2 separate regions of the Oncorhynchus mykiss genome follow, and region 1 is linked to region 2. Evidence: chromatin contacts called from public Hi-C data. All regions are on one chromosome and are shown on one strand. The core of a region is the stretch at or near the end of the contact, and the rest is flanking DNA. Distances in the headings are between cores, read along the strand shown. Region 1 holds the start of LOC110520637. Region 2 holds the start of LOC110520634 (E3 ubiquitin-protein ligase TRIM11).

Region 1 (4,987 bases), core at 332-2,831, 150 kb after region 2:
TCAACTGCCAATGGTCCCTTTCTTAATTTGACTATGACAGTTTATTACAAATCAGTCTGACAGTATTTCAGTCTGAAAGACAGTATGGTTTGAAGTGACTGAAATGCATCAGAAAGGTACTGAGAAGTTCAGGAGACCATCAGGCAATAACGTTGTGTGATCTTCTGTGTTGAAAATAACACCATCATTGACAATGTTCTTTCCCCCGCAGTCTGATTTAGAGCCTGGTCTTGTCCGCGCCATTCTAATGGCTTGTGGGCATAGTAGCTGGAAACAAGTGTTCCTGAGTCGTGTCTTTCAGTGAAGGCATCATAATATTGTTACGCTTAAAACGTTAAAAAGAGAGCCACATTTATAGGAAGAAAACAGAAACCGGTCTGTTAATTACAACCGCATCTAGAATCTGCCCCAAATTTTGTCTTGCGACCGCATTTTCAACTTGACCCCTAGTTTGGGAAACTCCGCACTGTTTAGCAGTAAACATGCACAGCGGTAAACATGCTCAGCGGTAAACACTGCTACGTTGAACCTGTTCAGAAACCCATAATAGCAGTGGACAACTTACCATAAAAACACTGCAACATCAAGTAAATAGTTAGAAGGAAATATTTCATATCTTGTTATTCCTAAAACCTTTAAAAAAATTATCGAGAGGACTGGTCCATTGTTGGTCAATGTTCTGAAAAACAAAAGATATTGAATACAGAAGTGAAAATGAAATTCTCACTCAAACAAAAGGAAAGGTACAGCAGTACTGTGAGGTTTGTGTGGCGTCTATTGCTATAGCGATCAGGTTGTATGATCTAACGTTGGGACAGGTGAACAACACTTGACTCAATCTATGCTTACTTTAGGTTACTGTTATGTGTTTATATAAATATGTTGTCTACAACCAGTATGCAACTCTTGAAATGATAAAACACAACAAACAATTTTAATGAAGAAAATAAAATAGAGATTTGTGTCGTCTTCCAAGTCTACAGTGTTTCTAATAATGATTTTGCGTGTAAAGGGGTAAAGTTACGCTTGTCCTACACGTTTCTTGATCCGAACTAAATGCTGGCATTAATAAATAATTGTACCTGAAGATATGCCTTCCTTGATGAATCCCTTTCAAAGAACGTGATATTTCCCGCCGTGGGTAAAAGCAGAAGAGAAAATAGACATGTAAACACATAAACAGTCTGACCGTGCTGTGAATACTAGTAATTCTTCCGGTCACTTGTGTTTTCCAAACGTCACTCGTTTTTGTGAAATCACATGATAACCAGGTCGAACGCCCCCAAAAGGCAATGGGGCAAATATTTCTTTAACTAAACCAAGATAGACCAGGGCCTGCCATTTGCAATGGGAACAAATGAGTCATATTGAGATGAGATCCTATTCGCCGGTTCTAGCAGATATCTGCATATTCATGTTAGGGAACCCTACTCGGTGAAGTGCGCGTGTGCAATAACTAAATTCGTCTTTGCGTTCCTTCTAAACAATGCATTTTTTTACAACTTTGGCAAATGTTAAAGTCTACAAAACGTAGTCCACTCTGTTTACAACAGATTCTAGTTTTGGGAACAGAAAACTGTATTGAGATAAAAATGTTTAATCGATGAGAAAATGTACAGAATGTTGGCCAAAATCCATCTCGTTGCGTCTTCTACCACTGCCGGCCACTGGGCTTCCTCTCACTACCATATTTGGTAGGGAGTTTAAACGCCAAGCGGATGCTTTACATTTATACATCTGGTGAAATATCTGTCTCATTGTTCTATTTGTGGAATGGACTTCTTCTATGGTATATTGACGATCGCACAATTAAATGTGCATCCGGCAACCTGCTGTGCGGGATGGAAACAGGATTCCCCAAAATGGAACAAAATACCAACAACAACAAAAAACTAACAAAAAATAAACTAAATCAAACAACTTTTCTGTTAACAAAATAAACCATATGATCCATACACAGGCTCACGGGGAACCTGGGAGGGCGGGCCTTCAGAAGTAAGATCCTTAAGTCTCAAAAACGTTCTGCCGCAAACACAATAATGTCCAGTTTCTTATTCTTATACTTATTAGAGACTTGTGCCGCACAGTTTATAACTGTGGAAATGAACGCCACAAAATCCACCCTTTTAACGCACAGGCTATCTTTTGGCTGGCAGCAAACATTTACTACAGACTGTGATGCGTCCACAACCACATATTCACTAGCATCACTTATTTTCTCAATTCTGTTAATCGCTTCTGCATAAGAGATTCGATTGACCGCTCTGATTTTTGTCACCTCAATCTCCTTCACGTTTACAGGGCACTCCAGGATGTCTGGATTAGTTTATTTTGTAAATATTTTCTTAACTATATTTTATGAAAACTGCATTGTTCGTTAATAAAGGCTTGAAAGTAATCATTTCACGGTAAGGTCTACACTTCACCAGGGCGTAGCCTAACGTGATCAGAAATCTCAACTAGCAAGCAAATCGCAGCAATGAAGAATTGAGTGCGTGCGCGTTCACGCGAATGGGGGATTCTGGCAGGGGGGAGATTTTCGGCACAACACCGGTCCTTGGCGTTATGCCGGAATAGGCGAGACCAAAAAAAATCGCCCCCGCACATAACTAGAATAGTCCCAGTAAGCATAATGACGTTAAAAGGACGTCTAAAATACGTATTTAAAAGACGAAGTTAGGTTCAATTTAGGTTCTGAATGGAAGGTGAAAAGGTATTTTCCATATGTTTAAATAACATTTTCCAGGAAAAAAAACATATTCTATGGATGTTGAAATCAGGTTCATTTTCAGTTCTGAATGAAAGTTGAAAATAAGTAATTTAGGGTAGCCTAGTGGTTAGAGTGTTGGACTAGTAACCGGAAGGTTGCGAGTTCAAACCCCCGAGTTGACAAGGTACAAATCTGTCGTTCTGCCCCTGAACCCACTGTTCCTAGGCAGTCATTGAAAATAAGAATGTGTCCTTAACTGACTTGCCTGGTTAAATATATGTCTATGTTTGGGCCAAATCAAGAATGGTCTAGACTGGACAAAAACTGAACCTAACATATGATTGGTTCAAATTTGGTCCGGATCAAAAATCTATGTCTGTGGATGTTGAAATCAAGGCCTGTTTGGAACTGCACCAAAAAAAGACATCCTCCTGTGCTAACTGAGGTATAACTTACAATGTTGCCTAAAATTACATGTTTATGAATGCCCATCGATGTGATAAACTTAGATGTCGGCTTGTGCTTACTGGGGTGTGGCTGGCAATGGAATTTTATGAATGCCCATCCATGTGGTAGGCCCACCATTTGTAAAACAGGAAGTTGTATTGGCTTTAATAGTTCTGATTCCTGTGACTAATTCATTTGTCTATTTAAGCTCTGAAATCAGTTAGTCAACTTCATCAGGAGTTCTCGAGCCTATTTGCAGTGTGTTTACACATAGTGGGAAATGGAGAAGTATTTGTCTTGTTTCGCTACGATCAGCTTGTCAAACATTGACCGATACAAACTTGAAACCACTGATCATGACAATGGGAGTGAAACTCCTGGTCAACAGTCGTGATTGGTCCATTCCATATGGTCCATTTCACTTTGACCTGTCCTGTTGTTAGGATATGTTATTTTGTTAACATGACGTCACATATTTTATTTGATTGGGTGCCATTTAGGTTCCGGTATTTGATCTGGAGAAACCTGCATGATGTAAACAAAAAAGTGTCTGCATCCTTATATATATATTTATATTTCCAGGCTGTAGGCTATAGAAAAGGCCACACTCTTTCTACCATATCCTATATCTGCTACATGATTTACGTTAGATTAATGAAAAACATTGGTGGAGCGCTTAATGATTCCAGCAGGGGAACCCCCCCCCCCCCCCCCCCCGACACCTCCACAACCTCGCACACCAGGTGAACCAGGGCACCCACACTTAAGAGATGCGTCCCTCCACCCTGGAGAGGTGCGCAGGGAATGGACAAGCAAAATATGTTGCAGTGGGTACTGCTTATCAAATGCGGCATAAGCACACACCTAAAAAGCCCATGTGCCACTGGTTGAGAGAAATTGTAATTGTTTGTGGGCAGAATTATGTGAGGTTTTGTGTGTGTTGTTGTTGGAGGTGCATCTTGGTCAGTTTAGGTCGTTGATCGGCCGCCATATTCGGCCGCCTAATGCCCCATGTACACTATGAGCGTGCCCGGCAAGCTCTTTATCAAAAAACGACAGGTCCATCAGACTTTCTTTTTCTTCATTCACCCAGTGGCAGCGGATCAGACACCAGAGGATCAGACACCAGCGGATCAGACACCAGAGGATCAGACACCAGCGGATCAGACACCAGCGGATCAGACACCAGAGGATCAGACACCAGAGGATCAGACACCAGCGGATCAGACACCAGCGGATCAGACCCCCATCGGATCAGACACCAGCGGATCAGACACCAGCGGATCAGACACCAGCGGATCAGACACCAGCGGATCAGACCCCCATCGGATCAGACACCAGCGGATCAGACCCCCATCGGATCAGACACCAGCGGATCAGACACCAGCGGATCAGACCCCCATCGGATCAGACCCCCATCGGATCAGACACCAGCGGATCAGACACCAGAGGATCAGACCCCCATCGGATCAGACACCAGCGGATCAGACACCAGCGGATCAGACACCAGCGGATCAGACACCAGCGGATCAGACCCCCATCGGATCAGACACCAGCGGATCAGACACCAGCGGATCAGACACCAGCGGATCAGACACCAGCGGATCAGACCCCCATCGGATCAGACACCAGCGGATCAGACCCCCATCGGATCAGACACCAGCGAATCAGACACCAGCGGATCAGACCCCCAGAGGATCAGACACCAGGAACCAATCACAGCAGGAGTTTTCTTCAGGTAAATGTTATTCAAACTGAACATCTGTCGTCACCCTTCAGATGACTCCTTTGACGGGTGCTTTACAGCGAAGTTCAAAACCCAACACTTCT
Region 2 (5,041 bases), core at 1,989-4,488:
CAGTCATCGTTAATGGTAATATTGAATATGCTATGGTAAAACACTATTTGGAAGGCAAACACGGCCCACCGTCCTCTTTATGCTTTTGTGGGTCTAGAACAGGTCACACCTATCAGAGGGGGTAACCTCCCTAAAATACTCTCATCCTTGAGGTCCAAGTGATGATTTCTCATTCAGACCTTTTTTTTTAATAGATTATATAGCTGCACTGTATTTTTAATGCTTATACAATATGTATAATTTCCTACATTCAATCACAATCTTTCTATCCAGATGTTTATTTTTCTATTCCCAAAAACATCTATTTTTGTAGGCATTACTGTGCAATAGGAACTAAATGCACCACAATTCTCAAATGTGTGATATGTGTGTGTGTACACACACACACACACACACACATATATATAGTAACAATAATTTGTTCACTAATGTTTTTATTACCACTATGTACCACCTTCACACAGGTGAGGCAATTGTAATTATCACCTAGGCACCTGCATATAAAAATACAACAGTTTTGGCACATCTTTAGATGCTCTGATGAAGGCGTAACTTCCCAAATGCGTCTGCCTGCCCGGCCCCCCAAAAAAAGAAACACTGAAATTAGTTAACGCCTTTAAGTTAAAAACAATAATTGTTTTACTATTTTGAGTATCACAATTTCCAAATGTTCTAGAAATTAGGATTTAATTCGAGGTCAGTGTCAGATATGACAGAGCATAAAACCAGAACTGTTGTGCAAGATCTATTGTGGAGTGTTTACCCACTCTTAACAGTTTGATTAGTGTTGTGTGTCAACTGTACACAATAGGCTCTGATATCAGATATTGTGTATGTCTAGTACTGAACCATTAGACTACATGGACGTATTGCTCAATACCAGAGACTTTCACAGTGAATATAACATACATGTTAAAATCAAATCAGATTCATTATACTTACATTGTTTCAGTGTTGACAGTGAACACCGACAGGCTGTGGGATCTACACGTAAAGCTGTCCTAGCGCCAGAACCTTGGTCTGTGGATCGAAGAAAATAGTCATGGAAGACAATAATGTTTTTATGAATAGCTGCAGTTTGTCTTCCTGAATTACTGGAAATAGTCTAATCACACGGTACTTATTAAATGAATGTACTGACCCTTCCAGATCCTGTCAATCTCCTTGTGGAGCCTCTCTTTGAGTTCTCCTGCCTGAACAAGTCTCTCCTCTGGGTCCAGACTGACACAGTATGGAGATGCATCAACTGAGCCTTTCTGCAGGGCATTGTAATCCTGAAAACAGGAGGATATTTAGCCACTCTTGGAGGACAATGGAAGTTGATCCTAGAACTGCTGTGTTGTCATTAAAAACCAACATGTTTCAGCTTGTGGCCTTCATCAGGGTTTTACAGACAATCCTGAAAATAATATATATATATATATATATATATATATATATATATATATATATATATATATATATATATATATATATATGACACCAGTAAGGCAGACGTCAGCTCAAAGTCCACTTTGACCATTTGGGCTCGAGTTGGTAAATATTTGTTGAAACAAAGTGTAAATTCACCTGAAGCAACCTCCCGGGTTCTTCACCCTGCAATGCGAGCTCCATCCCAGTGACCTCATCCTCCAAGCTCTTGAATCTCTTCTCCATCTTCTGAACCTCACTCTCTGTTTTCAGCAGCATCTCTTTCTCTTTCTCCTCCATTGAGGTCAGCAGTTGTTTCTGCTCCTCTGTGATGGCTGAGATCAGCATGATGAAATTTGTCTGCTGTTCTTGTTTCTGTAGACTGGCAGAGATCTGACAGGAAGAGGTGTCGGAACAAAAAATACATGACACAGTGGATGTTTTCTAGTGTTTGTTTTCTTGCTCTTGTTTTAGTTCATCTTCCTCCCAATAACCAGTTTTATATGTTACAGAGGCTTCCTATTACATATGAAATGGCCTCGTAATCATATTCTAGAATAGAATCAGAGGGTTTGTAGATGGAAAGAACTCTGTAACCATGACATTTCACTGTGGCTCAACTCATCCACAGTCTTTTTCATATAAATACATTAAACAGTAGCTAGGTTTCCATCCAAATGGCGACATTCATCTTTGCCGACGAGTCGTAGTGGGAAAACCACACAACACGTCATCGCTTGACTCCAAGTTTACTTCGATATGAAGGTTATTATATCAATATTTGCGCATATAAAGAAAAAAGTTTCCACCGATATTTCTAGCATAATTCATTTTACCGACACAAAAAAAAATCCCACCTTCTCTGAAGCATTTAGTTTTTGTCGACATTTGGAAAGTTTACAACAACAATAAAACGGTTTCCATCAGGCCTGTCATTAAAACATTTATCCAACATGTACTTTACTCACTAAGAGGTTGGATGGAAATCTGGTTAGTACCGTACCTTGAATGACTCCATGGTGTTCTTGGCTTTGAGAATCTCCGTCTTTACCATGCACACATTGTTCTTTTTGGCAAGCAGCTCTTTCAGCACTCTCTGCTGTAAATTCAGGGCATTTTATTTACACGCACAGAGATACTGCCGTTTAAAGTTACAGTAGACATTATACTCTAGAGTAATTATTGGTCATTATTCATACTCATTTCTCTCCTTACCTTCATTTGGGGGATCTGTTCCTCTGCAGGTGTGGTTTTGTGGGTCTTATGACCCAGAGAGTCACATTGAGCGCAGATCAGAGCCTTATCATCCAGGCAGAACAGAGACAGAGGTTGACCATGTTCACCACATAATGTGTTCACATCCCTTGGCTGGGCCAGTTCTTCAACTATAGATGTACACTTCCCTGCCATTTTCCTGGGAAGAATGGAGATTTTCGCTGGTTTACGATGTGGCTCCGCCAATCTGAGAGTGTTGGACAGGGCGTCTAGAACATGGTTCATGGCCAGCTCAGGTCTCTCAGCGAACTTTCTCATACACAGAGGGCAGCTGCACTCCCCTTTGTTCCAGTAGGACTGTATGCATCCCTGGCAGAAGTTGTGTCCACAGGGAATAGTGACGGGGTTGGAGAAGACATCGAGACAGACAGAGCAGATAAAATGCTCCCGAGATAAACCACCCGTCGCCATTTTGTTTCGACGCGGGAGCAGGAAGAATGAGTGACAAGTCTGTACAGGATGCGTGGGTTTGGTAATAGGGTGTTGCCCGGATTCTTTCAACATATCAGTGAAATATCTACCAGGCCCTGGAAAGCCTCTTTTTTTTTGCAGGGTGGAGTCCATGGACCTGTCATGGGATTGGATCCCTTCTTCTTCCTTGGTATTATGACGTTCGCACATGTTGTTTGTGCGCGTCGCAGCGTTAGTGCGTGTTCAATCACATTACATTTGTGATACAAAAATTAAAAAGGGATAAAAAATAATAATAATTGCACCAACAACCAACCTTACTCCAATATAACACTATTACAACCAAAACAAGGTTTATGAAATGGTATATACAGCGCATTCAGAAAGTACTCAAACCCCTTGACTTTTTCCACATTTTGTTGCATTACAGCCTTATTCTATAATGGATTTTTTTTTATCCTCATCAATCTACACACAATACCACATAATGACAAAGCAACAACAGGTTTCTAGAAATGTTTGCAAATGTATAAATAATAATAATTACTATCAGGAAGGGGCCTGAATGCTTTCTGAATGCCCTGTAGCTGCTTTATTTTTTTGCTGGACCCCAGGAAGAATAGCTGCTGTCTGGGCAGGAACTAATGGAGATCAATAATAAATGCACATACAAATAAGTCAAGGGGGTATGAATACTTTTCTGACCTCACTCTGTATGAAATAATAGGGGTTGAAATTATTTTTGTAATGACTGCCCCTTCTTCTGTCTGTCATACATACAACATCTGTAAGGTTCCTCAGTCAAGGTGGTATGAATACTTTTCTGACCTCACTCTGTGTGAAATAATAGGGGTTGAAATTATTTTTGTAATGACTGCCCCTTCTTCTGTCTGTCATACATATAACATCTGTAAGGTTCCTCAGTCAAGTATTGAATTTCAAGCACAGGTTCAACCACAAAGACAAGGGAGCTTTTCGAAAGCCTCATAATGAAGGGCAGGGATTGGTAGATGGGCAACAATAACAAATCAGACATTGAATATATCTTTAAGCCTGGTCAAGTTAATAATTATGTTGCGGATTATGTATTAAACCGCTCAGACACATCAAAGATACAGTCGTCCTTCAGAACTGAGTTGCAGGACAGGAAGGAAACTGCTCAGGGATGTTACCATGAGGCCATTGGTGATTTTAAAACGGCTACAGAGTTCAATGGCTGTGATGGAAGAAAACTGTGAATGGATCAACATTGCAGTGACTGCAATAAAAAAATATACACCTTTCAGCAGGACAATAACCTACAACACAAGGCCAAATCTACGCTGGAGTTGCTTACCAAGAGAACAGTCGATGTTCCAAGAAGACAGTCGATGTTCCAAGAGAACAGTCGATGTTCCGAGAGAACAGTCGATGTTCCAAGAAGACAGTCGATGTTCCAAGAAGACAGTCGATGTTCCGAGAGAACAGTCGATGTTCCAAGAAGACAGTCGATGTTCCAAGAGAACAGTCGATGTTCCAAGAAGACAGTCGATGTTCCAAGAAGACAGTCGATGTTCCAAGAAGACAGTCGATGTTCCAAGAAGACAGTCGATGTTCCGAGAGAACAGTTGATGTTCCAAGAAGACAGTCAATGTTCCAAGAAGACAGTCGATGTTCCAAGAAGACAGTCGATTTACCAAGAAGACAGTCGATGTTCCAAGAGAACAGTCGATGTTCCAAGAAGACAGTCGATGTTCCAAGAAGACAGTCGATGTTCCAAGAAGACAGTCGATTTACCAAGAAGACAGTCGATGTTCCAAGAGAACAGTCGATGTTCCAAGAAGACAGTCGATGTTCCAAGAAGACAGTCGATGTTCCAAGAAGACAGTCGATGTTCCAAGAAGACAGTAGAGTTTTGACTTAAATCTACTTGGACATCAAATCAAAATTCAAATCCAATTTTATT

Evidence for each region. Hi-C and Micro-C count contacts between places; a contact is called where the count stands out from the background.
Region 1: a contact with region 2 is called in a Hi-C map of blood, with 6 times the contacts expected there. The contact joins the promoter of LOC110520637 here to the promoter of LOC110520634 in region 2. A contact is called at or near these places in 2 of 3 Hi-C or Micro-C datasets (blood and liver).

Annotation. Positions count from the first base shown.
Region 1 is chr3:78,225,845-78,230,831 of USDA_OmykA_1.1, forward strand. LOC110520637 reads right to left here and starts at 1,582. Exons shown (of 7, transcript XM_036975288.1): 1 at 1,083-1,582.
Region 2 is chr3:78,073,542-78,078,582 of USDA_OmykA_1.1, forward strand. LOC110520634 (E3 ubiquitin-protein ligase TRIM11) reads right to left here and starts at 3,239. Exons shown (of 6, transcript XM_021598044.2): 1 at 2,626-3,239; 2 at 2,414-2,509; 3 at 1,570-1,803; 4 at 1,142-1,274; 5 at 943-1,020. The coding sequence starts at 3,189.